Regions from separate parts of the Mus musculus genome. Here all the other regions are linked to region 3. The links are chromatin contacts, called in public Hi-C, HiChIP or PLAC-seq and promoter capture Hi-C maps. All regions are on one chromosome and are shown on one strand. The core of a region is the stretch at or near the end of the contact, and the rest is flanking DNA. Distances in the headings are between cores, read along the strand shown. Region 1 overlaps Iqschfp (Iqcj and Schip1 fusion protein). Region 2 overlaps Iqschfp (Iqcj and Schip1 fusion protein). Region 3 overlaps Iqschfp (Iqcj and Schip1 fusion protein). Region 4 overlaps Iqschfp (Iqcj and Schip1 fusion protein). Region 5 overlaps Ift80 (intraflagellar transport 80).

Region 1 (4,048 bases), core at 1,321-3,820, 400 kb after region 3:
ACTTCCTGACTTCAGGTCTTCATTAACTGGTTCTTTTACAGGAGGCTGGTTTCCTGAAATTACATTGTGATTGATACTTGCTTAAGGCACAAGCTATTGTCTTTTAGAACCCCTGCTTACCCCACCTCACATGTGTGTTCCATTAGAATTCCAAATTAATATGTGGTATTTATTTAATAAGCTTCACCTTGTGAGCTTGAAGTTGTTGCATCTATTAGTATGGTGATACCTTATTTTCATGTATATCTTATAGTTGGCCACCTACTTCTATCTGTGCAGCATCTTTTCATCTCTTAATAAGAAGTGGAATTGACATTCAGGTAGTATCATTTCCATTTTAAGAATTCTGACTCAGAGATCTAAATTGGTTAAGTACCTTTCTCAAGGTCACATGGGCCATCAGAAAAGCAGTGGGAGAATTAGATTCCATGAAATGCATGAGGTCAGCCATCTTCACTTCTTTTATGAAAAATGAATCCTCGCACCATCTTATGCGACTCTGAAACTTATCAGCATACAATCTCATGTTCTTTGCCTTGTCCTTTAAAATGGGGTGACTACTGAGTAACACAGACGTTTGACTCAATTACCATATGAAATCCCATATGCTCTTCAGCACCAAGTCACACTCACATTTTTATTTATACTACCAAGAGGCTATCTTGTAGGTGTTGTAGAATGCCCTCCCTGGTCACCAGAATCACACCCTAGTTGCCTTCTAGATTTTAACAGGTTGAGAAATTGCAAGGCTATGTAAGATAGCAATTAGAATTCCATCCCCTTAGTGCGTGGGTGTAGGTGGTTTAGCTACACATCTTTGACTCATTGTAAAGCCTTTGCTCAGGAAGTTTAAAAGCCAATCAAATTCTCCTGAAAGCAGATTCTTCAACAGCAAAAGGCTTGTAGAGGGAACTGAAGAAACTGAGTTATGGTTTTGGGGTTCCCAGCCACTCTTGAAGCTCACACTGTATATGTGCAACTCTTATGAGAGACACTGCTTTCCAAGAGGAAGTGCCACGATCATATACACCTTGTACGTGCTTCCTACTCAAGCCACAAAGGCTCATTCTCCAGCTCCCAAAGCATTTCTCAACTTGATTCAGCATTCCTCTCTTGGTCGGGAGGACTCTCAGGAATGACTATGAGAAAAGCTAATGACAATAAAAGACGTCAGGGCAGAAATGTGGTAGGTACATCTGGTAGAAATGTGTCATCTGTCCTTTTGCTTCCTCTGCTCCTTCCGTTCTCTTCAGGTGACATGTCTGCTGTCATGGCAGCCGTTGCTAGCTCCTGAGTTTTAGTATATCAGACTTCTAGCTTTATCCCCTTGCTTTTGTTCGTTGATGACTATTCTTTAGGCATGGTATTATATTGTTCAAAGTGTGTTTCAAGTGATGCCACCCACCTCATATCTGAGGGGACAGAAGAAACTATACTTTGTTCTGAATTCTACCCTTATTCCACAGCTGAGTATAACCCACTGCCTGCCTGGTGAGAGATCCCAAGGGTACTGGTTTCTATACATGTCTGGGTTTTCATCAGACATCCTGAAAAGTACCTGATGCTTACTAAATGCTTGATGAGTATCTTTTGGTTATACAAATAAATATATACTATTTGGAATTCATATATATTGATATAATGGAGGAAACAAAATCAATGAAATAGACAGCTGAATGAAAGGATGATGAATGAAACCCCTTTATTTCAGGAAATCACCTATCAGACTCCACTCAGGACCCTTGCTTTGTGAGTCACCTGATCTACATGGTAACTTCTTCCTTAAGATCATCTATTCAGAAGGCTGTACTTTTGTTGGTAAACTTACCTGAGTCTGACGGTTTGTCCAGCTCCGGTGTGTGTGTGTGTGTGTGTGTGTGTGTGTGTGTGTGTGTGTGTGTAAACTCACATATACTCTGGGTCAAGCCCATCATTTGAAATATATGCATCATTCTAGAATGTATGATTCTCACCAATCTTGAAATATATTTGAGTAGAGAGCTTTCCCTTACTCCGTCCTGTGTCTTCACGTTTGGGTGTCTAAAAGACACCAGGGTTGTCTGTAGTCCACCTCCTGAACTCATGCGTTCTTAGCTTTGCTTTAATAACAAAGCTTAACAAAGTGGACAGGGGAACATTATGAATTCAAGTGATATCCAGCTATTAGACAGTCATCTCTTTATCCTGAAACACCTCTGTCTTGTTAGAGCTCAATCTCCAAATTTGTAGTAAAGTGTTTTTGATCTGAAATCTGATCTAACCCAATTCAAATAGTGCAGTGAAATTATGGGAAAGCAATGGATAAAACTCGGCTGGTTGTTCAGATTTATTTTCCTTCAGATATTCAATTTAGTTTAAAAGAATTGAATTCATTTGCCATGTTCTTTTTGGGAAGCATTGTGAGAAGTATAATTTAAAACTGCGCTCTCTTTTGCATGGCCTCTGCAAGAAATAAAAGGGGGCTCACAATACGTGTTTCTCCTATAATGAGGGCTCTGTTCGGTCTGTCTGCCTCTGTGTGAATTGCTCCTTCAGACAGAAAGTTAAAACTGTAATGAGTCAAAATTCTCACAGGGCCTAAACTGCTCCTATGGAGTAAATGAGACATCTTTTCATGCTTAACTCTTTCAGACCCCCAGACACTCTGGAAAAAGTTGCTAATGGTTCAAGAAACCCATTTTTGCTGTCAAAGCTGTCTCATTAGCTAATGGTGAGCGATCTCTCCAGACCTTTTTTTCCCCAAATTAAAATACCTAGTTTAGATTCTAGCAACAGCAGCAGCAGCAGCAACAACAACAACAACAACAACAGCAACAACAACAACACTCACCATATTTCTCTGTCCACTGTTCTCTAACAGGAATTGTAAGAACAACTTCCTAAATAGTAAAAACTCTACTTTTGAAACCTAAATAAGAATCCTCAGCCAAGCCAGCACATGGCTGACCAGCCCAAGGGACCAAACTCTGTGTGTGTCAGGAGAAATGGGTGTGGCTAACAGGAACACATCATGAAAAGGGCACGTTGAGTAGTTGCTTGGCCTACATAGCATATTCACAGTCAATCCCATTTGGAAGAATAGTTACTATGGACATAATTATTTTTCATTAAAAATATTTGAATCAAATTATTCCTTCCAAATTCTAAAACAAAAGTAGCACATTCAAACAAATGAAGTCATTTTGTTGTTGTTGTTGTTGTTGTTTTAAGTTATTCTAACTCAGTAGGGTTTAACATCCCTCCACAAAATTGTATTTAATGTGTCCAGGTCAAACTTACTTTCATCCAGAAAAGTATAATAAGGTAAGATTGTGAAGGCTAAGCTAAGGCTGAGCACAAAGGGTGGGCTGGAGAATTCCAGAGAGGAGGGCCAGGAGGAAGCAAGATTATTAAGGAAAGAAACTCCAAGAAACTGAATATAATTTTGAATTCAGGATAAATACCGAGGACCGGACACACGACAGATTCTTATCAAGTCTCTATTCGTGCATCTCAGGAAATTGATTTGCACATTCTGAGTTCACAGCTATCTGGTTTTGTATAATGTCACCTTCCTGTGCTCTAATGACTAAGATGAATGTCCTCAGCCCTGGCTAGTTGGATTAGTCATTTCCTTATTTTTGTTCTGTACTGGTGTTGGGAGGCTCAGCACAAGGCAGATGTTGTATTCAGAAGAGTGTCAATGATATGTGCCCTCTGACAGACTTCCAGGGAGCAAATTCCAGGGTCCCTTTTCATGGTTTTAGAAGATTTACTCTGTTTTTAGAAGCACTTTTTCAATATATCTGGTGTGTGTATGGAGGGATGTATTTGTGTCTGTGTATTTAAAAATCATCGGATATACACAGCCCAGTCTGGATTGTTATAACACCTTCAGGATAGAACTCAAGAGACTTACTGGTAATACGTAGTTTCTCATTACCTATAAACCAGGCACAAGTCTGATAGATCATCTAGCAGACCAGGGAAATACTTTGTCAATAGCACAAAATGTTCAGTCCATGCTGGGAATATAATGGAGTTGGCCAGCTTAATCTCATTTTAAATA
Region 2 (4,380 bases), core at 682-3,181, 290 kb after region 3:
GGTAGAAGGAAAGGAATGTGAGTCTTCCTTGTGAAATGTCAACAATGTGGTCATGCATCTGTAATGCAAATAGATTCCTGAGCCAAGCTCATCATTTCTAAAGAAAAACAATGAAACATTTGAACCATGCAGGGAGTGTTGTGTAATAAGCCTACATGCAGTACCACAGCTAGAGAACAAAGCAAAGCACAACAGGCACTGTCTGTGTCCCTCCACTAAGTCCCTTCCCCATACACTAGTAATGGGGAATCTAGCATGTATCCATTCTGGGCACATATTTTACATGTGTAAAATTATGTAAGTATGTACATATATTACTTCTAAATAACAAAAGCAGAATATACTATCATGGCATACTCTGAATTTAAACTAATCGTATCTTGCTATACTATTTTGACACGTCTGTGTCTAGTGATGCACTATGGGGACACATCCTTACCCATGTAGGTATATTTGAAACTCTGTCTTTTCTGAAAAATTACTCTTATGGTGATATAATAATGCATAACCCTCTTAGTAAAGTCCAGATGCTCACACTTTCGCTGAGACTAGGTACTGTCAGAATTTGAAATTGGTGGCAAATTGGTGATATGAGATGTTCTCTCCACATGGCTAAACCTACATTTTCCTAAATAGTGATGCTGGCCTTTTAACATGTTCAGTGGCCATTCAAGTGTCCTTTCCTGGTGCATTCCTAGCCCCTTGCATTTATCCTTTCTTTCTCGCTTTCTTCTCCATCTTTGTTCTAAAATTACTATTGATTTAAAAAACAAAAACAAAAAACCTTTTCTCCATTCTGGATCCCCATCTGTTATTGTGCCTTTACTTTTCCAATGGTGATTTTGATGGATTTGAATTGAAATTTTAACATGGCCACACACCAGTTTTTGTTTTTATAGTCCGTGCTTTTGGTCTTATCTGTGCTTAAGACATTCTTCTCTAGTCTCAGTTCACAAATATATCCAATTACACTTTCTTAATGAAAGACTTAAAGTTTCGTCTCTTATGCTTTGGGTTTTCATTCATCTAAAATTGGTCTTGTGTATGTCACAAGCCATGGGCCACCATTTTGTTTTCCTTATAGTTAAGAGTCTCAATAGAATTTATCATTACTATTATTTATTATTATTATCATCATCTGTTGGTTTTTTTTTTGAGATAGGGTTTATATGTGTAATGCTGGCTGTCCTAGAACTTTCTCTGTAGAGCAAGCTAGCCTTGAACTTACAGGGATCCACCTGCCTCTGCCTTCTGCTTGCTGGAATTAAAGGCATTCACCACACTGCTTGGCTCCATATAATTTAATAAAATAATTATTTTTCTTATGGTCTCTAAAGAAGGTTTATTTATGTACATATAAATGCCATCCTTATGCACATACATGTCCATATGGTCTGTTTATCTATCTTTGTGTGGAAATTATACTGTTAAAATTACCATGGCTTAATAAGAAGTCTTGACTTAAAATATCAACAAATTTGGCAACTCTCTCAAGCTTGCTCTCCTTCATAATTGTCTTGGCAGTGTGCTATCTATTGTTTACACGTCATCTTGACAAATAATTTGGAAAATTCTATGAAATTTCTGTCAGGTTGCACTGAATTAATACATTAACTTGGAAAGGCAGAGAAGATGTGTTGTAGATCAATTATATAGCAATTCAAATGCTTACCTCATGCCAGAGCCTGCCCTGAAATCTCTTAGGAAGCATCTTGGTCTGGGCCTGGCTTATTAAACCTCCTCGTTTCTAGATCCCACCTGGCTCTGTTCCCACACCAGGTGCCCCTTCCCTATGAGCAAATGTTCCACACTTCCTCTGTTTTTGTGACTTTTGCAGATTCTCCTCCTTCTGCTTGAAGAACTCTTGGCTCTCATCTCACTAACTCCCACTGTTTATACATTTTCCCTTCCCGAGAATTCCCTGTGTCTTGTTCAGGAGGGTGATGTGCAGTAGGCATCCCTATTCACTAGGGTAAGATGCAGTAGGCATCCTAACTGGTCCCCAGGCCCCCACTGCCATAAACCTCCTGTGGTACGGTAATTTTCTCTGTTTCCTATGGCTCTGAGACCAGTGAGGACAGGCTGTGTTGCTTCTGGAAGTCTCTCCTGCACTGAAGACTCCTTAACTCTGGGCACCTGGTTGGTGCTCAATAAACACGGTTTTGTACATTGGTTATCTACCAGAAAGAAGTACATGTGAAAGATAGACTTTTTCTTGGGGAGGGGTTAAGAGTGTACAAAAAGTAGTACTTGAAGCATGGAGAACATAGAGTCTGGTGGGTTAGTAGACTTGTATGTATTAGTCATCCTAGAGTAGAGAAATTCATTAGAACTAACAGATTAGGGCTGGCAAGATGGCTCAGTGGGCTAAAGAACTTCCTGGGATGTCTGATGACTTGAGTTTGACCTTCAAGTCCGAGGACCCAGATTGGGGCAGGAAGAAATTATTGTACAGTTTGTCTTTTGACCTTCTCATATGTGTGTACCCACATAATAAATAAATGTAATTATAAAGAAAAATTAATGGATTAAGGATAAATATACAAAAAGTTATTGTATTATGATCATCTTTACTCTTGAGCATACGTAGGTTTTAGGATTGCTTCTGCTATTTAAGTTGTTTGGGATGTAAATATATTTTTAAATCTCACTGATTCTTTAGTAATTATTAGGATATTTCAAAATTATAAAAATGACTAATTCCATGGCAGGTAAGAGTTGGTTTTATTCAGATATAAGATATTCTGGGATAAACATTGTAACAGTTTCTAGTTCACTCAGTATGGCATCTACATTGTTTCTCTCGGCTACACCTAATTTGTCTGCACAAGGTTTCAACACAATGGATATGACGGTTTCTTATTTCTCGTTGCTTGAATTTGGGCCCCAGTTGCCCCTCCATCACAGTCTCTTGCTATTTATTTTTCCTAACTTTTTTGGTTGCCCTATCCCTCAGACCTAACCTGAGTAGCATTCTTTCTGGAATGGTCTCTGAAGAACAACTAGAGGCAGAAGAATGAACAACCAGCTCTGGCTCGCACAGGGGGCATCCTCATGTCAGCAGACCATCCTTTGTTCCACATCTTCATATCACGCTCATCTCTTTTACATTTCTATCTCCATCCAGATGAGTTCCCCAAAGGCAAGAGCCTGAGCAATTCTGTTTTCATCTCTGAAGCCGGGCATAAAAGGGGCTATGATTTGCTGGTCAGTCTCACCTTTAGCAACTTTATTTATCTATTTTCATCAAGCATGTTACTGACTCAGCTTTGTCCCCAGTCCTTTATAAAAAGTTCACTGGAGAAATTAAACATGTAATTTCTTGGACAGCCTATGTAAGTTACTGGTTTTATTTGATAAGTCTATAATTCAATTTGTGAAGAATGTGATAAAATTATTAAAAAACTGAATAATTTTGTTCTAAAGTAAATTTTTAGTGGGAAAAAGTTGTTAACAACTCACAACTTGTTAATAGATAGAGGGTCAACAACATTTTGATTCTTTTTAACGAGATGAAAAGGAGTCAAAGTTCTACTATAATAACACCTAAGTTAATTATGTAAAAAAGTTCTAGTATTGTTTGGAAGCTTTAATATTATTTCCATGCTAGGTTCTTTTATGAAAGAATCAAAGGCAGAGAAACATGCAAGGGGCAGACGGAGGGATACCTGACAAAAGAATGAGACTCTATGATTCTACTGAATAGTACAAATTGCTTATTTGATTAGCTCAGTTGGTTTGGCATTATAAAATCATTTGAATGTCAATTTAATAAACACCTTTAAATCCCTATTTAATTATTTATTTAGTATGTGTGTGTGTATATATATATATATATATATGCCATGCAAGCATGCGTGTGTGTGTGCACATGCACACACACACACACACACACACACACACACACACACACACACACACACGCCAAGGTGCATATGTGTAGCTCAGAGAAGAATTTTCAAGGAGTCAGTTCTCTCCTTCCATATTCTTGGTTCCAGAGATTGAACTCAAGTAGTTAGCCTTAGCAACCTGTGCCATTACCTACTTATCTATCTTGTTGTCCTGAATGTCTAGTCGGATATGGATTCCTAATGGTGACTTAATGTCTTCAAAGAGATCAAAATAAGTTACAATTGTGAAAAGAGAAGTTATGTTGTGTATGCAGAAGGAAGCAGCATAATAAAAGGCTGTAGAAAACGTTCACTTCTTTTGGAGTGGGTCATAGTCTTTTCAAAGGTGGAAGGATAGATGTGACCCATTGTGCATCACAATGGTCTTAGGCACTGAATAACCCTGTGAAAGTCTTCCAGGTTGGTTGGGTCTGTCTGTCTGTCTGTCTGTCTGACCCAGAAAAATATCAAATCAAATAAAAACTCCTAG
Region 3 (4,134 bases), core at 686-3,185:
ACACACACACACACAGAGTCCACAACTTTTAAATGCTCTGCAAGTGTCTTGGCTTTTTACAGCTCCCACTTAGCATTGACTGAATACAGTCCCAGTTCCCATGTCTGCAAGAAATCTATGTGTCACAAAGATGAACTCCAAGGTTGTCCATGGAAAGGCAGAACAAATACCTAATGTCTACCATCTACATCAAAGGCTTCATAGTGGCAAACTCACTTGGTGTGTCTAATCTAGTGACAGGCACAAGACATGCTGACGTCTGCTCGGCTGTTCCAGTCACTGCACACAGCCATAGCTTAGCTTCCTCCCAGGGCCTCACTTAGCCACTGAGGCTGCAGCTCATCTGTGGGCGCTCTCCTCCACTGTGGGAAGAGGCAGCAAGGGCTGGACGAGGCCATCCCAGCAGTGGATGCATTGGCCGCTGGGCAGCGAGCGGTGTGACACTTGGTTAGCAGCAACAGTGGCTCTGCTTGCTAAAACCAACCAGCTGGCAAACACCTGCCTGTTTTCCAGAACATTCCTCAGTTCCCAGATTGAGAGATTCTATCTGTCCTTCAGTGCCCTCCAAAGATCATAGCTGTTCATTTCTAACCCCTGCTTTGTGCAGAATTCCTCCTAGCTGGAGAGCTGCCTCATTTCACACGTGCCTTAGAAATTGGCTACAAGCAAAACAAATCAAAGACAGATTCTCTATTTTTTTTCCCCCTTGGGTGTCATCTTCTTGTCTCTGTCTTCCCCCTGCCCCCTACAACTCAAATCCGGGAAAGCAGGGGAAGTCTTGTGCCTCCAAGCACACAGGCCAGAGGAAGGCTGGAGGTAACACATCTTCACCAGCGGCTCAGGTCTGGCTCCCAGTGGCAGCACAAGCTGATACAGTGTAATAAAAACCCACACAGTGAGCCCACAGCACCAGTGTGGGCACACTGTAGCTAGCCCACAGCACCAAACAGCCACTCAGGTGTATCTTCTGGGATACTGGAATACTTTGTATACCATACAGTTTACAAACACAATTGACTGCTCACTTTATCACAGTGTCTTATTTATGTGTTTGCCTGCCTATCTATCAATCTACCTTTATTTATTTAATTACTTATTTTATTTTAAACCGTTTCCCTACAGTCAGGCTGGTGGGGAACTTGCTATATGCAGCCCAGCCGGGCTTCCTACTTGAGCTCCTCCTGCATCTGCCTCTTCAATGCTGGAATAATAGTGGTGGTCTTCATCTACCCAGGCACTATCCACTAAGAGTGTAGGTCTTCATCACATACCTACGCCCTACCTCCAAAAGGATATCCTGCGTCCTGGGAAGAGACCCACTTGGACATGATTAACAGAGATGACCAGATCTGGACCAGGTTTGCATAAAGTTCTTAGAGTAATGGTCAGGAAAGCCCCAGCATGTTTGCTTAGCCTTTTGTTTTTGAGATGGGGAAATCTCACTTTATACCCCAGGCTGGCCCTAAAACTCACCAGTAGTTCAGGCTGGCCTCAAAGTCACAGAAACCCCGCCTTAACCTGTTATGTGTTAGATTCACAGGTAGGAAGCCACCACATGGGAGTCTGTGTGCTGTGTTATTTTTTAAAAAAAATTAATTCATTTATTATATGTAAGTACGCTGTAGCTGTATTCAGACACTCAAGAAGAGGGTGTCAGATCTCCTTACGGATGGTTGTGAGCCATCATGTGGTTGCTGGGATTTGAACTCAGGACCTTCGGAAGAGCAGTCGGTGGTCTTACCTGCTGAACCATCTCACCATCCCCCCGGGTGCTGTGTCTTAAAGTGGATCAGAAGGCTTCTCATTAAACTCATGGTTTATTTGGCTCACAACCACCCTCTTCTGTGAATAGCATAGCTCTGGGGCTGCTTCTGTGAGGGAGGAGGTGGGAAGTGAGTCTTTAGATTTTACAGTCAATGCTTTATTGAAGACACTAGGGGTCAGCAGATTCCCAAAAGTTGTGAGTGAAACCAGGAGCCCTGGCACCTAGGGCGGGGCCCGGTGCTCAGGGCGTTGCTGGAGAGATGCCCACAGCAGCCCGAGTCTAATTACTATTGTAGCCCCTTCCATATACAGGCCCTCCTCTTAGCAGTAACTTTAACTTTCATTTGGGTGCCTGACGTCCTCCTGCAAAGCCTGGGTGCTCTGAGACGATGATCTGATGCTGGAGTTTGTGCTGCAGCCCAAGCTAATTTACATAATACCTCCCACAGCATAGCCCAGGCTGCCAGTTCAAAGAAATATGACCTTATTTGGGCAGTGAGAGCCAAGAGATAAAATGGGATGGAGGTGGGAATGAGGGTAGGGGCGGGGACTGAAGAGGTGGCTCAGCAGGCAACTAAAAACCAGCACTGGTCTTGTAAGGAGGACTATTCAGTTCTCAGTACTCACAAGCACCCATAAAGATTGGGGGAGGGGAAATCTAACAGCTTCTGGACCCCGCAGGACAGGCACCTGCATTCACACATTTGTATACACACATACAAACTTAAATAATTGAAATAAACTAGAAGATTGAATGGGGAGAGGCAAGGAAATTTGCTAAGGACAACTGATTCTTCTGACAGAGTTCCTGGAAGTCCCCCTACCCATCTTTTCTTCCAATTAGATAAGAAACTTACTCTGGAGTCATATGATCCATACTCTGGCAACAACCAGGTGTGGCAATGTGGGATAGCTATAAAATGAAGCTGACTGCAAGAAACACAGCAGGGGCTTTAATAAAAATGATACAGTTCTGAGAAAAATTCTATTAAGTAAAAGAAGAAAACACATTCTAAATCATGTGTGTGTGCAGGTATGAGTGTGTGCAGGGGTGTGTGTGTGTGTGTGTGTGTGTGTGTGTGTGTGTGCATCCCATGCTGGAAATAGAACCCAGAGCTTTGTGGAACGGCTTTCTTCCCTTGAGCTTCAGCCATATACCCAGAAGCGTTTTCTAAAGAACGTCCTAGCTGTTTAAAAGCCAAATCTCTTCTCTGTGAAGCCAGGTTGAATATGGATTTTTTTCATATTTGCATTTAGTGGCAACTTACATAACACACTGAGGGGACAAAGCGTTTCAAGTGGGAAAGCAACTGAGTTGTATGTTCAAAAGCTGCAAGTTTCATGCCAGACCAACCTGTACTGGGGGGACACCAAAACTCTGCAGGATGACTTAAAGGCCATGGACCCAGCTCCTGACTGGGGAGGAGGACGTTATATATACTCAAGGCTTCTCTCCTTTACAGTTGCTGTGCAGAACGTATCATTGCTGGTTCATCTTCCTTCCCATGTGCTCGTCAGTAGACGTGGTTTTTTTTTAAAGTGTTGATCAAAATTATATCCTCTTGTTTTACAAGAGCAGGGAGCTCCTGCCACTGTGCCTGGAAAGCCGAGAGGGTGGAGGACAGGCCTGCACTCCAGTTGTCTTCTGATGCCCATTGCTTATCAGCCCGAAGCAGTGTCAGGCCCTCAGAGCTCAAAGGCCTAGGCATTTCCTTCATGTGCAAAGACGGTTTGCTTTGGAACTCAGCAGAGAATCAGTAAGGGACCAAAGGGATCGATCGCTAACACAGCCAGCTCTCCACAGCACTGAAGATGGCATCTGTGGATCAACTGCAGATAAAAAACCATTTCTAAGAAGGATCGAGGGTAGGTGTGGTGGCCAAGAGCACTGGCTGCTCTTCCAGAGGACAGGGTACGGCTCCCAGTGCCCATACAGTGGCTTTCAGCTCTCCCTCACATCTTTTCTGACCGCCTTCTGCACCATGCCTGAACATAGTGCACAAATACAGTGAAAGCAAAGCACTCACACACATTAAATACATCTTTTTTTAAACAACAACAATGATGACGACATTTAGGCCTTCTAAGAAGGTTCCTGGGGACTCAAGGTGCTTACTGCCAATCCTGATGACCTAAAACCAATCTCCAGGATCCCCTTCATTCCTGCAAACTGTCCTCTGACCTCCACTCACGTGCTATAGCGCACACATGCAGACGTAAATCAATGTCATAACTTTAAAGCTGTGTCTGTGGTGAACATGTACAGATCTTAACCTTGTGATTATTCTCTAAAGAGCTTAGTGTAAAAACTTGCATCATGTTTGTTCCGTATTTGTTATTCTATGCAATCGACCAAGGGCTCATCATTTG
Region 4 (4,577 bases), core at 406-2,905, 350 kb after region 3:
ATCTTATTACCATGCACAAAGTACTCAACAAAATCAAAACCACATTTACATGCATTATGTCTGAAAGAATGTCCCTTCCTTGTGAATGAACCTTGAATTGTAAAGAGCCTAAGGCAGAGGACCCTTCGCCTGCCTCTCTTGGTTCATATTTAATCAACTTGAAGGCAATAGAAGTCCAAAGGGGCATGCTAAAGCAAGAGGACACAAAAGAGCACCTGAAGTTAGGAAAATGACAGCTCTGAAGTTTTGCGTGGGAGTTAACCCTAGTTCCTTTAGATGTGGGGAAAACACCAGGGATTTGTTTTGAATTGCCTGTTGCTTTGACATGCTCTCATAGCTGAATACACAAAGAGAATTTGATAAGAATAGTTTATAAAGGCCATTCCCCTCAAGTGTTTTGTGAAACATTGCAGTCAATGAGAGTAAAGTACATGTTCTGTGGAATATCTCATTTAGCCTACACAGAAACCTTGTTCTTCTCGTTGCTTTTGTTGAGACCGTATTTCCCTAGATTACTCTTGCTGGCTTAACCTCACAGCAGCCCAAGCTGGCCTCAAATTTAGGATGCTTTTGCCTTAGCCAGAGAGCTAGGGTTAGGCAGGTACCGTCATGCCTGGCTACAACCTTGCTCATGAGTGCAACTTTTATTTACATAAGGAAAACTCCGAAGCCCTGAGGAGAGATGTGATCGATCAAGTCTCTGATTACCAATAAGATATATTAATTCCAAATATGCTGCTCTACAGCATAAAGTATTCTCTGCTCTGCCTCATCAATGTGTAAGGTGGCTGTGGTCAGGTCTCTCCAGCCACAGCTACAGAGTAAGTGGTACTAGGCAGCCAAGGCCCATGGAATCTATGAGCACAACCTACTCCATTCTCATCTCACAGCTTGGTAACAGTAGGGTGGGAGCAGTGTCACCTATAATTACGAGTAGCCAGAGAATGACACACAGATTTGTTTGTTTTATCCAAGTTTTATTTTATTTTTATCTATTGTATGAATACGTGTGTGTGGAAAACAGAAGAGGGCATTTGAATGTCTGTACCTGAGTTTACAAGCAGTGGTAAGTTGTTGAATGTGGGTGCTAGGAACTGAACTTGGGTCCTCTACTAGAGCAGCAAGTGTTTTTAATTGCTCATCCATCTGTCTACCCTCTACACTGTTGTTTGACTGCCCCAAAGACATTCCTAATCAACTATTCTACCTGCTTCTCACTCCTCCACAAACAGACTAGAAACTGAGTTCCCTGCCCTTATCCTTCCCCTTGAGAATAAGGATGCCATCTTAGACAACGATCTGTGAGGACAACCTTCAGGAGAGACTTGGAAAAGGCCATTCTCTTGCTGTGAAAAGAAGACAGGCACAGGGAAACCTCATGCTCTCTGTTCTTGGAGCTTTCTGTGTGAGGCTAGGCTTGCTGGAGTCTCGGTAGCCATCGTGATGTCCTGAGAGGAAGTACTATTGGAGATACACTTACCTAAGATGGGATGTCAGGAAAGTCGTGAAGATGCATAACCAATTAAAGCCTGACTGTTTATCAAGCACTAGATCTTTAAGGTTTAAGCCACAGTCTGTTAGATTTCTTGTTACCTGCTGCCTTATCTAGCCCAACTGGTATGGAGCAGGAAACAGCTGACAGAATCGCTGCTTTCTTAGTGTTGCCCTGTGACTCACATGTATGTATTTTTGTCATTCACAACAGTCTAGGATGAAGCTGCTGTTATCTTTTCATTTCACAGATGGGAAAAAACAGAGACAAAGATTAAATTAACTTTCCTCACACACAGCTAGTAAGTGATGGCATAGAATTGAACCCAGGCCATGTGGCACCAAAAGGGCAGCTCTTAACCACTGTACAGAAGCCATGTTCTCTGCTCTCTGTGTGTTTCCAAACATTTGAGAATAATGAACATAGATGTTCTTTGATTTTGATCTGGGCTTTCATCCACACAGGAAGCAGGCCCCAGCTTTATGCCTGAAGCAGCTCCCCCTGCCCCCTTACAGAACACTCAGATAGACTCGAACATGAGTCCACCAATTCCTACCTTCATTTTAAATGTGGTCAACAAAGTTCCAAATCTGGGTGGGCCAAGAAAGTCTTTCCTGACTATAGAAAAATGAGTTTAAAGATGCTTTCCATGAAAGGCATTTTTTTTCACCCTTACAAATGTGAGAAATGTGAAGTCTAATTACTTAGTTTTACTAGATATGCTTTTTCAGCTTCTGCTACACTTAGTGCAACACAAACTGTGCTTATCCTGCATATACAACACGCCTCATTAATTTCTTTTCCCTCCAAGCTCACCGAAGGAAAATGGGAACAGGATGGTGGGGGAGGGCAAATTCATCTCATGTTAGTGTCTCTATGGGTGGCTTCTGCTCAAATCTAACTCTTTCTGCACTTCCAAGGGTTACCAGCTAGCTGATGTGGTCAGAACTTATAGAAACTCTTATGAGAATCTTTACTTTTCCTGAATAATCCATCAAAGAGTCCTTGCTGAGGTCTGCAAAGAAGAGATACCACACAGATCCATGGTATGGCTGCCCCTCTCCATTCCACTAGAACTGTAAGCATTCTCCAGTCCTTTCAGAGGCCCCATAGACACAGTGGAGTAACGACACCCTCACAATGCTGTCTTCCTCCCAGGTATGCAGAGCAATACACAATGCATTGTTTCACACCCAGTGAATCTTAGGTCCCCTAAGTATCTCCCATCTCCAATGGAAGATTCTCCAAACCTCTTTTTTTTTTTTTTTGAAAAAGAAAAGATATGATGTATACATTTTATTACTCCATACCCTTTACATTAGCTGCTTATATGCACATAAAATCATGCTATAATTAAATAAAAAAGAGAAAATTTATATTCCTATGATGTTGGTGTCATTTATATGTAGAGAAAACTTAAGGAAGGGCTTAGTTGGTTCTATGGCAATAAAAATCAGACATTTTCAATACATGTCCTTGTATTCTTTATTGAGCCGACCTGAGCATCTAGCTCACTGTGTACTGCAGCCACAGCACCATTCTTACTAAAACTCATTGGTCATCACAAAATGCTTAGCCTCCATTTAAACATGGCCACTAGTTCTTTAGTTCTCTTCATGTGACAAAGTAGAAGTTGATGGCCTTCCCTCAGGGTGTGGACTCTAGGTGAGCAGAGCAAGGTAGAAGGAATTGGGGTGTAATTTCTAATGCCAGGTCATTAAAGGACTTTCGACACGCCCCACTCCTGCATTGCCCACTTTAGGGAAAGCTAACTGCCATACGCGGAAGGTACAAGCAGCACCGCGGAGAGCTCCCCAAGGGGGCGCTCATAGGCTTCCTGCCAAGAGCCAGCACCAACTTGCCAAGTGTTTCGTGACCCATGATGAAGGTAAATTCCCTCCAGATTCTAACAAACCATCAGCCTCAGTCAACCTCACACAGACCTTTAGCCAGAACCACCCAGCTAGGAGACCCACAATAATGGTGTGGACTTGTGAATGTTTGAAGCTCCTACATTTTAGAATCCACTGTTGTGCCAAATAGACAATTAACATCATGTCAGGGTAGAGAGATAAGTGGCCTGCAACATAATGGCGACAGAGTTCTCATGATGGCACATCTGCAGTCAGCTGTAATGCCTGAAAATAGTGACATCTTGTGAAACATTTCCTATATTTTCTAATGTTACCTTTGCATTTACTTTTGTGGCCAATTTTGTGTTTCCTTTTGGTTTTTGCTATACCTGTTGTTATCATTTGCTTCTCTCCCTTTCCTCAACCCCCACCATGTTTTCTCCCCCCCCATCCTTCTCTTCATCTTCCTTCTTTTACCCCTGTGAATAATTTTTGTCCTCAAGCATGAAAGCAAGCAAGCAAACCAACAAACAAAAACTCAAAAAAGTCTCTATCCAGTCTATTTTTCTGTTTCCCTCCTCGATCCCTGTTCCCCTCCTACCTCATTGGCCTCTATATTGAAGGCACATTAGTTTTGATCACCACCTGTCCTATCCTTATGGCTTCTCCCAGAGCCCCACCCCATCCCTATCTTTGGCTATGAGTGACTGCCAGTGCTCACAGGTAACCCTCTGTGCCTTTTCTACTTCACCATTGGTGGATCTTCTCTATCTATGGCACTGTCTGTTTTCCTTCCTAGATAAGACATACTACTTCTCTCTTTAAAAGAAACTCCTCTTCATAGAAAGTCATTTACCATGGGCTTTGAATTGGCAATGAAAATCCAGGCCCTAAAGTAGATTTCCTTCCTTGGAGCTTTTATCTTTAGCCCCACTCACAATTGCAGCACTGACTTCCCACTTCATTTCCCGAACCTCAGCATCTATCTTGATTACCTCTAGGCTTGCTCTGTGTTCCTATGCAAATACATCTGTCAGATGTGGGGAACAAGAGTAAGGAGCTTTACTCTTTCCTTGGTTGCTCTACTGATGAACGCTATTCTCTTGGTTCACCTTATAGAGTAGACTGATGCCTCTCAGTATTTGCAGTCTCAGGGGGCTGTGATCCTGTTGTACTATTTAGCAGTTCTTGCTGTCCTCGCCCCAACAGTGCCCAGGACAGGGAAAAAGAAA
Region 5 (4,504 bases), core at 1,648-4,147, 400 kb before region 3:
TCCATGGGATCTTACACTCTCATACAAATAAATATGCAAGCAAAACACCAATGCGTATAAAATACATAAATTTACAACTCATTCTACTACAGACTGTCCTTTCAGGAATCGTTTCTGTGCCTTGTTAGGGGCCGTTCTCCTAGCTTGAAAGTGTTTCTAAGAGAAGGGAGATAGCTGGATTTGTAAGAAGGTTTCTGGGGACTCAGACTTCTGGTGACAGTTGTGTCACACATGCACTGAAAGCATGCTCTACATTCCTTCTTAAAAATATGTGTTTTGGCAATTCCATACAAACATACAGTGTATTTTAGTTATCTCTGCCATGACCCCCCCCCCTCCACACACACACCCCCCGTGCCATTCAGACTTCGTGTGCTGTGATAAACACCTGAAGGGATTTTAAATGAGAGTAGATGTGCTTGGGGTAGCTTTTAGACTGGAATCCTGACACACTTGAGTTGGATATAGGAGACTTAACAGTTTGAGGTCATATTTAGCTACTTACTGAGTTCCACTGAAGATACATGAAACCCTGTCTGAAACTGTATTCTAGAGTATTGATATTTATAAAATACTCGATAGGATGATGCCACATATTTCCTTCTGGGTTGCTTCCAAGGGCACGTGTCTGCTTGTCTGTCATTTAGTGTTAGATTCTTCATCATGACCAGGTGCAGTAAGCCTGACCCATCTGTCATAAGGGATCCTGTTATGTGTCTTACCTAAGTGTGTTTAGAAGCCACTGATGATGGCTGTGTAGAAGCAGCTCTCTCTAAAGGTTGCAACATGCTTATACTGTAATTCCAGCCTTTCCCACATTTATCAGCTAGAGTTTTTCTGGAAAGGATTTAGTCTTATCAACTATCTGGTTCTTCAGAAATGAGACAAATGCTGAATTATTTTCCTTTCTTTTTGTTTTTTCTTTTTCTCTTATTTTTATTATTTTCTAGAATTTCCAATGCATTTTGTTTGTGTGTGTTGTTGACGTTATCATTATAAACATGCAGATGTTAAAACATTTAAAACTTTTTAAAAAAAATTATGTGTATGTTTGATTGTATTCCTATGCCTATGATGGGCGTCTGTGAAGCCGAAAGCGGGTGTTGGATCACCTGGCATGTAGTTAGCACATGTAGTCAGACACCCAAGCATGGGTGCTGGGAATGAAACCTGGGTCTTCTGCAAGAACGGTATGTACTCCTAACTACTGAGCTGCCTCTCCAGCCTCTAACTTCAACATTGTTGACATGTCTCAAATCCACTGACATCATTATTTTCTTTAAAACTCAAATTGTTTTGTCTTTGGCTAATGGCTCTTACTTCTTTTGATGTGATTTCAGCGGCTACCTTGCTTTCTGGGAGGTGTTTGCTCCAGTCTAGTCTACTACACCAACATTGCAGTCGGCTGGTTTTCCCAGGAAGACCTGCTTATATAGAGACTGAATTCAGGTGCTCCATGCATTCATTGATGCTGAGCGATCATGACTTCTAGACAGAACGGATTTGGTTTTATAGATAAAAGGAAATCATGAGTTTATACTAAGAAGTCCTATTTCATGTAAGGTTGCAGAGATTTTAGTGTTTTGTTTTTTGTTTTTAAAGATTTACTTATTATTATACCTAGGTACACTGTAGCTGTCTTCAGATGCACCAGAAGAGGGCATCAGATCTCATTACGGATGGTTGTGAGCCACCATGTGGTTGCTGGGATTTGAACTCAGCACCTTTGTAAGAGCAGTCAGTGCTCTTAACCACTGAGCCATCTCTCCAGCCCTGAGATTTTAGTTTTTATTTGCTCTTAAAAGAAAAATTTGATTCTCAAAGTCATTAACCTTCCATATATAAGAAAGTTATTCATATAATGTTATTGAATTCTAATAAATAAGCATGCCAATATATATGTAAACATCCTTCCATTTTTGGATAGAAGATTGTTGTGGGAAATATTAAAAAATGATCCCACCAATTCTCTGCACTCCTGCTTTTCTCAGCCCGCCAACTTCCCAGCAGGACCAGAACAGCAGGCTCCTGCAGCCAGCAACTCTCTCCAGCTAGCTCTGCCTCCCCCCGCCCCCCCAACCCCCATGGTCTGGCTTGCTTGTCCCTGGAGCTGCTAGTTCCCTCTCTGCCATAAACCCCTACAATAGGCGGTCCCACATTCCAATAACCAAGTAAATCAAAACTCTCTCTTTTTTTTTCGAGACAGGGTTTCTCTGTGTAGTCCTGGCTGTCCTGGAACTCACTTTGTAGACCAGGCTGGCCTCAAACTCAGAAGTCCGCCTGCCTCTGCCTCCCGAGTGCTGGGATTAAAGGTGTGTGCCACCATGCCCGGCATAAATCAAAACTCTTTAAGCTTATAATTAACCAAACAGATTTGTGTATGGCCAAATTCTCAATTTACAGATACCAATACAGTAATTTCAGAACAAGTTAATAATGATAAAAGCTTTATCCCAATTATTTTAACCTTATGATATCATAGCTACTTGTGGCTGGTTAAAGCCGTGCTGGTTCATGTCCACCTCCATCTTGGCCTTCCTCTCTATCCCGAGATGCTCTCTGTCTCTGCAACTCTCAGCTCACAGGCCTCCTGCTGCCCTAGAGTACCTGGACAGGGAAAATCCTGCGACAGGAGATAGCATACTAAACATGCTGTTCTGTGTCTTGATTGCCCCTTTATAGTTCTGCGTTTTGTTTTCCAGCTATACAGCATGTGTGGTTTAATCGAACTGTTGGCAGATGTTTAGGCTGTTTCTAGTCTTGCAGTTACTGCGTGCTGCTGTAAGCAGCCTGCACAGGTGGCGTTCTATAGTTTTGCTTACATATCTTTGAGATGGGATTTTGGAACTGAGGATGCAGTAACAAAGAGCATATGTGGATGTACTTTTGCTGATTCGTGCCATGATGATATTTGGGGAACAGATATGTGCCATGCTTGCCAAGCTATCAGGCTGCCTTATGGAATACCATAACCTTTTCTTTTATAATTCTAGAAGCTGCAAAGTCCAAGACCAAGAAGCCAGTAGAGTTAGTGTGCAAACCGGGTACATTCTGTCTCATAGCTGGAACTGTCTTGTTGTGTTCTCACTTGAGAGTGCGAGGGCCTCTTTATTAAAGCATGCATTGATTTCCTGAGGACCCCACAGCAGGAGTTAGGGCTATAAACATTCAACACAGAAATTTGAAGCCGTACTTAGAAGAGTGTGACTCCCTGTCTTTCTTTCATTGAATTGTTGACTAAAGCTTTGCATTATTAGAAAAACAACACCGTCTAGAGGAGGGTCTAAAGGGTGACTGGCCTGTGGGCATCGTTGCGTTCTTTTCCTGATTCTTCACTTGTGGTATGCCGGCTGCATTATGCACCTTGATCTCACCCAGAGCGGAAAGAGCTTGAGCCATCCACCCTCTTTCTTGATTTATTATAGTTTGTCCATTGACTTAAAAACTATTGACCAATGTGGCCAAATGCTAGAATCCTTGCAAACTTGTCTGCTCTAAACATTTGTAAGATTTTTTTCCACAATGGCATTTTATTCAGCTGTAAAGAAAATGAAATTATGAACTGTCCAGGAAAGTGAGTGGGGCTAGAAAGGCTCAGTGAAGTTAGTGCTGATGTCAGTCCTGCCCAGAGAGATTCTTTTTCAATGGTTAGAGGGACTGCACAGATTCAGAACTAATGAGTGTAGGCAGGAAGTTAGCTCCCAGAGGGACTGACCAACAGGATACCAAAGAGAGAAAAACAAGCATGGACAAGTCAGCTCAAGTCCTTGAAAACAGGGTGGAAGATAATGGTGGTGATAGACTGGCTGCCGGGACTCAGCGCAGGAACCCAATAACTAGATGTAAAAGACAGCAGGTGCTAGTTGCTTCATGCAAGCTATGTCAGATTAAAACAATTTCAAGCCCCCTTCTGTAGGAGATCACGCATAGAGCAGGATTCCTCTTCCTCAGGAAGTGTTTTGAATTTCCCCTTTCCAGTTGCGCATCTGAGTGGGGGTAGGCTATAGGGGGACAGGGTTTCTCTGTGTAGTCCTGCCTGTCCCGGAACTCACTCTGTAGACCAGGCTGACCTCTAACACCGAGATCTGTCTGTCTCTTACCCATAGGCTGGGGATAAAGGCATGCACCACCACGCCCAGCTCCAGTTGCTTCTTAACCTTCTTCACTACCTGTTCTCACATAGGGAAGTGCTTTCCCGCCTCTGTGCACTTTTTTCTTTCCTATACAGTCTTTACATTCCTTTTATGAAACCAATATCTCCTCTACTTTTGAGTTTTAAGGCAATCATCTTTGTTTAGAACTTAAAATTTGAAGTAAAATCTAACGAAAAAAGAGCTATTCTTACTCTCTTGGACAGAAATCATATGGTCTCCTTCCAGCTTGTATATGTCACCCTCTCTGGCTGCATCTTGGTGCTGGAGCATTTTTAACTTCATCCCATTCCTGCATCGCTTGGCTTGGCATGAAGATGAGAAATCCTTATAGGTCTTTTCTATTTATTTCT

The links. Promoter capture Hi-C pulls out the DNA fragments that hold promoters and counts their contacts. Hi-C and Micro-C count contacts between places; a contact is called where the count stands out from the background. HiChIP or PLAC-seq counts read pairs in DNA pulled down with a chosen protein or histone mark.
Region 1: a contact with region 3 is called in an H3K4me3 HiChIP or PLAC-seq map of embryonic basal ganglia, with 4 times the contacts expected there. The contact joins two enhancer-like sites. A contact is called at or near these places in 3 of 39 promoter capture datasets (the HPC-7 cell line, cranial neural crest and liver), 1 of 15 datasets of contacts at CTCF or cohesin (large pre-B cells), 3 of 484 Hi-C or Micro-C datasets (embryonic stem cells and trophoblast stem cells) and 3 of 115 datasets of contacts at active chromatin or transcription factors (embryonic basal ganglia, embryonic forebrain and forebrain).
Region 2: a contact with region 3 is called in a promoter capture Hi-C map of hippocampal neurons, with 2.4 times the contacts expected there. The contact joins two enhancer-like sites. A contact is called at or near these places in 5 of 39 promoter capture datasets (the 3T3-L1 cell line, embryonic stem cells, hippocampal neurons and 2 more), 6 of 484 Hi-C or Micro-C datasets (the Patski cell line, adipose-derived mesenchymal stem cells, cerebral cortex and 3 more) and 4 of 115 datasets of contacts at active chromatin or transcription factors (embryonic stem cells, neural progenitor cells and stem cell-derived neural progenitor cells).
Region 4: a contact with region 3 is called in a Hi-C map of the N1E-115 cell line, with 3 times the contacts expected there. The contact joins two enhancer-like sites. A contact is called at or near these places in 1 of 39 promoter capture datasets (cranial neural crest), 8 of 484 Hi-C or Micro-C datasets (the C2C12 cell line, the HL-1 cell line, the N1E-115 cell line and 5 more) and 2 of 115 datasets of contacts at active chromatin or transcription factors (embryonic stem cells and forebrain).
Region 5: a contact with region 3 is called in a promoter capture Hi-C map of hippocampal neurons, with 2.4 times the contacts expected there. The contact joins two enhancer-like sites. A contact is called at or near these places in 1 of 39 promoter capture datasets (hippocampal neurons) and 5 of 484 Hi-C or Micro-C datasets (cerebellar granule neurons, cerebellum, nephron progenitors and 1 more).

What each region holds. Positions count from the first base shown.
Region 1 is chr3:68,137,938-68,141,985 of GRCm38.p6, reverse strand. The region is part of intron 4 of Iqschfp (Iqcj and Schip1 fusion protein); the gene reads right to left. All of the region lies in intron 1 of Schip1 (schwannomin interacting protein 1), which reads right to left. Among named protein-coding and RNA genes, the nearest start is that of Schip1, 75 kb to the right of the region's middle. Within about 2 kb of position 2,570, at least 14 of the 459 cell types and tissues checked have an H3K27ac peak or open chromatin away from gene starts, as enhancers often do. A contact at or near this core is called in embryonic basal ganglia, where this site is marked.
Region 2 is chr3:68,248,207-68,252,586 of GRCm38.p6, reverse strand. All of the region lies in intron 4 of Iqschfp (Iqcj and Schip1 fusion protein), which reads right to left. All of the region lies in intron 1 of Schip1 (schwannomin interacting protein 1), which reads right to left. Among named protein-coding and RNA genes, the nearest start is that of Schip1, 190 kb to the right of the region's middle. Within about 2 kb of position 1,931, at least 4 of the 459 cell types and tissues checked have an H3K27ac peak or open chromatin away from gene starts, as enhancers often do. A contact at or near this core is called in hippocampal neurons, where this site is marked.
Region 3 is chr3:68,541,177-68,545,310 of GRCm38.p6, reverse strand. All of the region lies in intron 5 of Iqschfp (Iqcj and Schip1 fusion protein), which reads right to left. All of the region lies in intron 2 of Schip1 (schwannomin interacting protein 1), which reads right to left. Among named protein-coding and RNA genes, the nearest start is that of Gm22073, 4.5 kb to the left of the region's middle. Within about 2 kb of position 1,935, at least 114 of the 459 cell types and tissues checked have an H3K27ac peak or open chromatin away from gene starts, as enhancers often do. A contact at or near this core is called in the N1E-115 cell line, embryonic basal ganglia and hippocampal neurons, where this site is marked.
Region 4 is chr3:68,186,384-68,190,960 of GRCm38.p6, reverse strand. The region is part of intron 4 of Iqschfp (Iqcj and Schip1 fusion protein); the gene reads right to left. The region is part of intron 1 of Schip1 (schwannomin interacting protein 1); the gene reads right to left. Among named protein-coding and RNA genes, the nearest start is that of Schip1, 120 kb to the right of the region's middle. Within about 2 kb of position 1,655, at least 2 of the 459 cell types and tissues checked have an H3K27ac peak or open chromatin away from gene starts, as enhancers often do. A contact at or near this core is called in the N1E-115 cell line, where this site is marked.
Region 5 is chr3:68,940,409-68,944,912 of GRCm38.p6, reverse strand. All of the region lies in intron 9 of Ift80 (intraflagellar transport 80), which reads left to right. Among named protein-coding and RNA genes, the nearest start is that of Ift80, 62 kb to the left of the region's middle. Within about 2 kb of position 2,897, at least 7 of the 459 cell types and tissues checked have an H3K27ac peak or open chromatin away from gene starts, as enhancers often do. A contact at or near this core is called in hippocampal neurons, where this site is marked.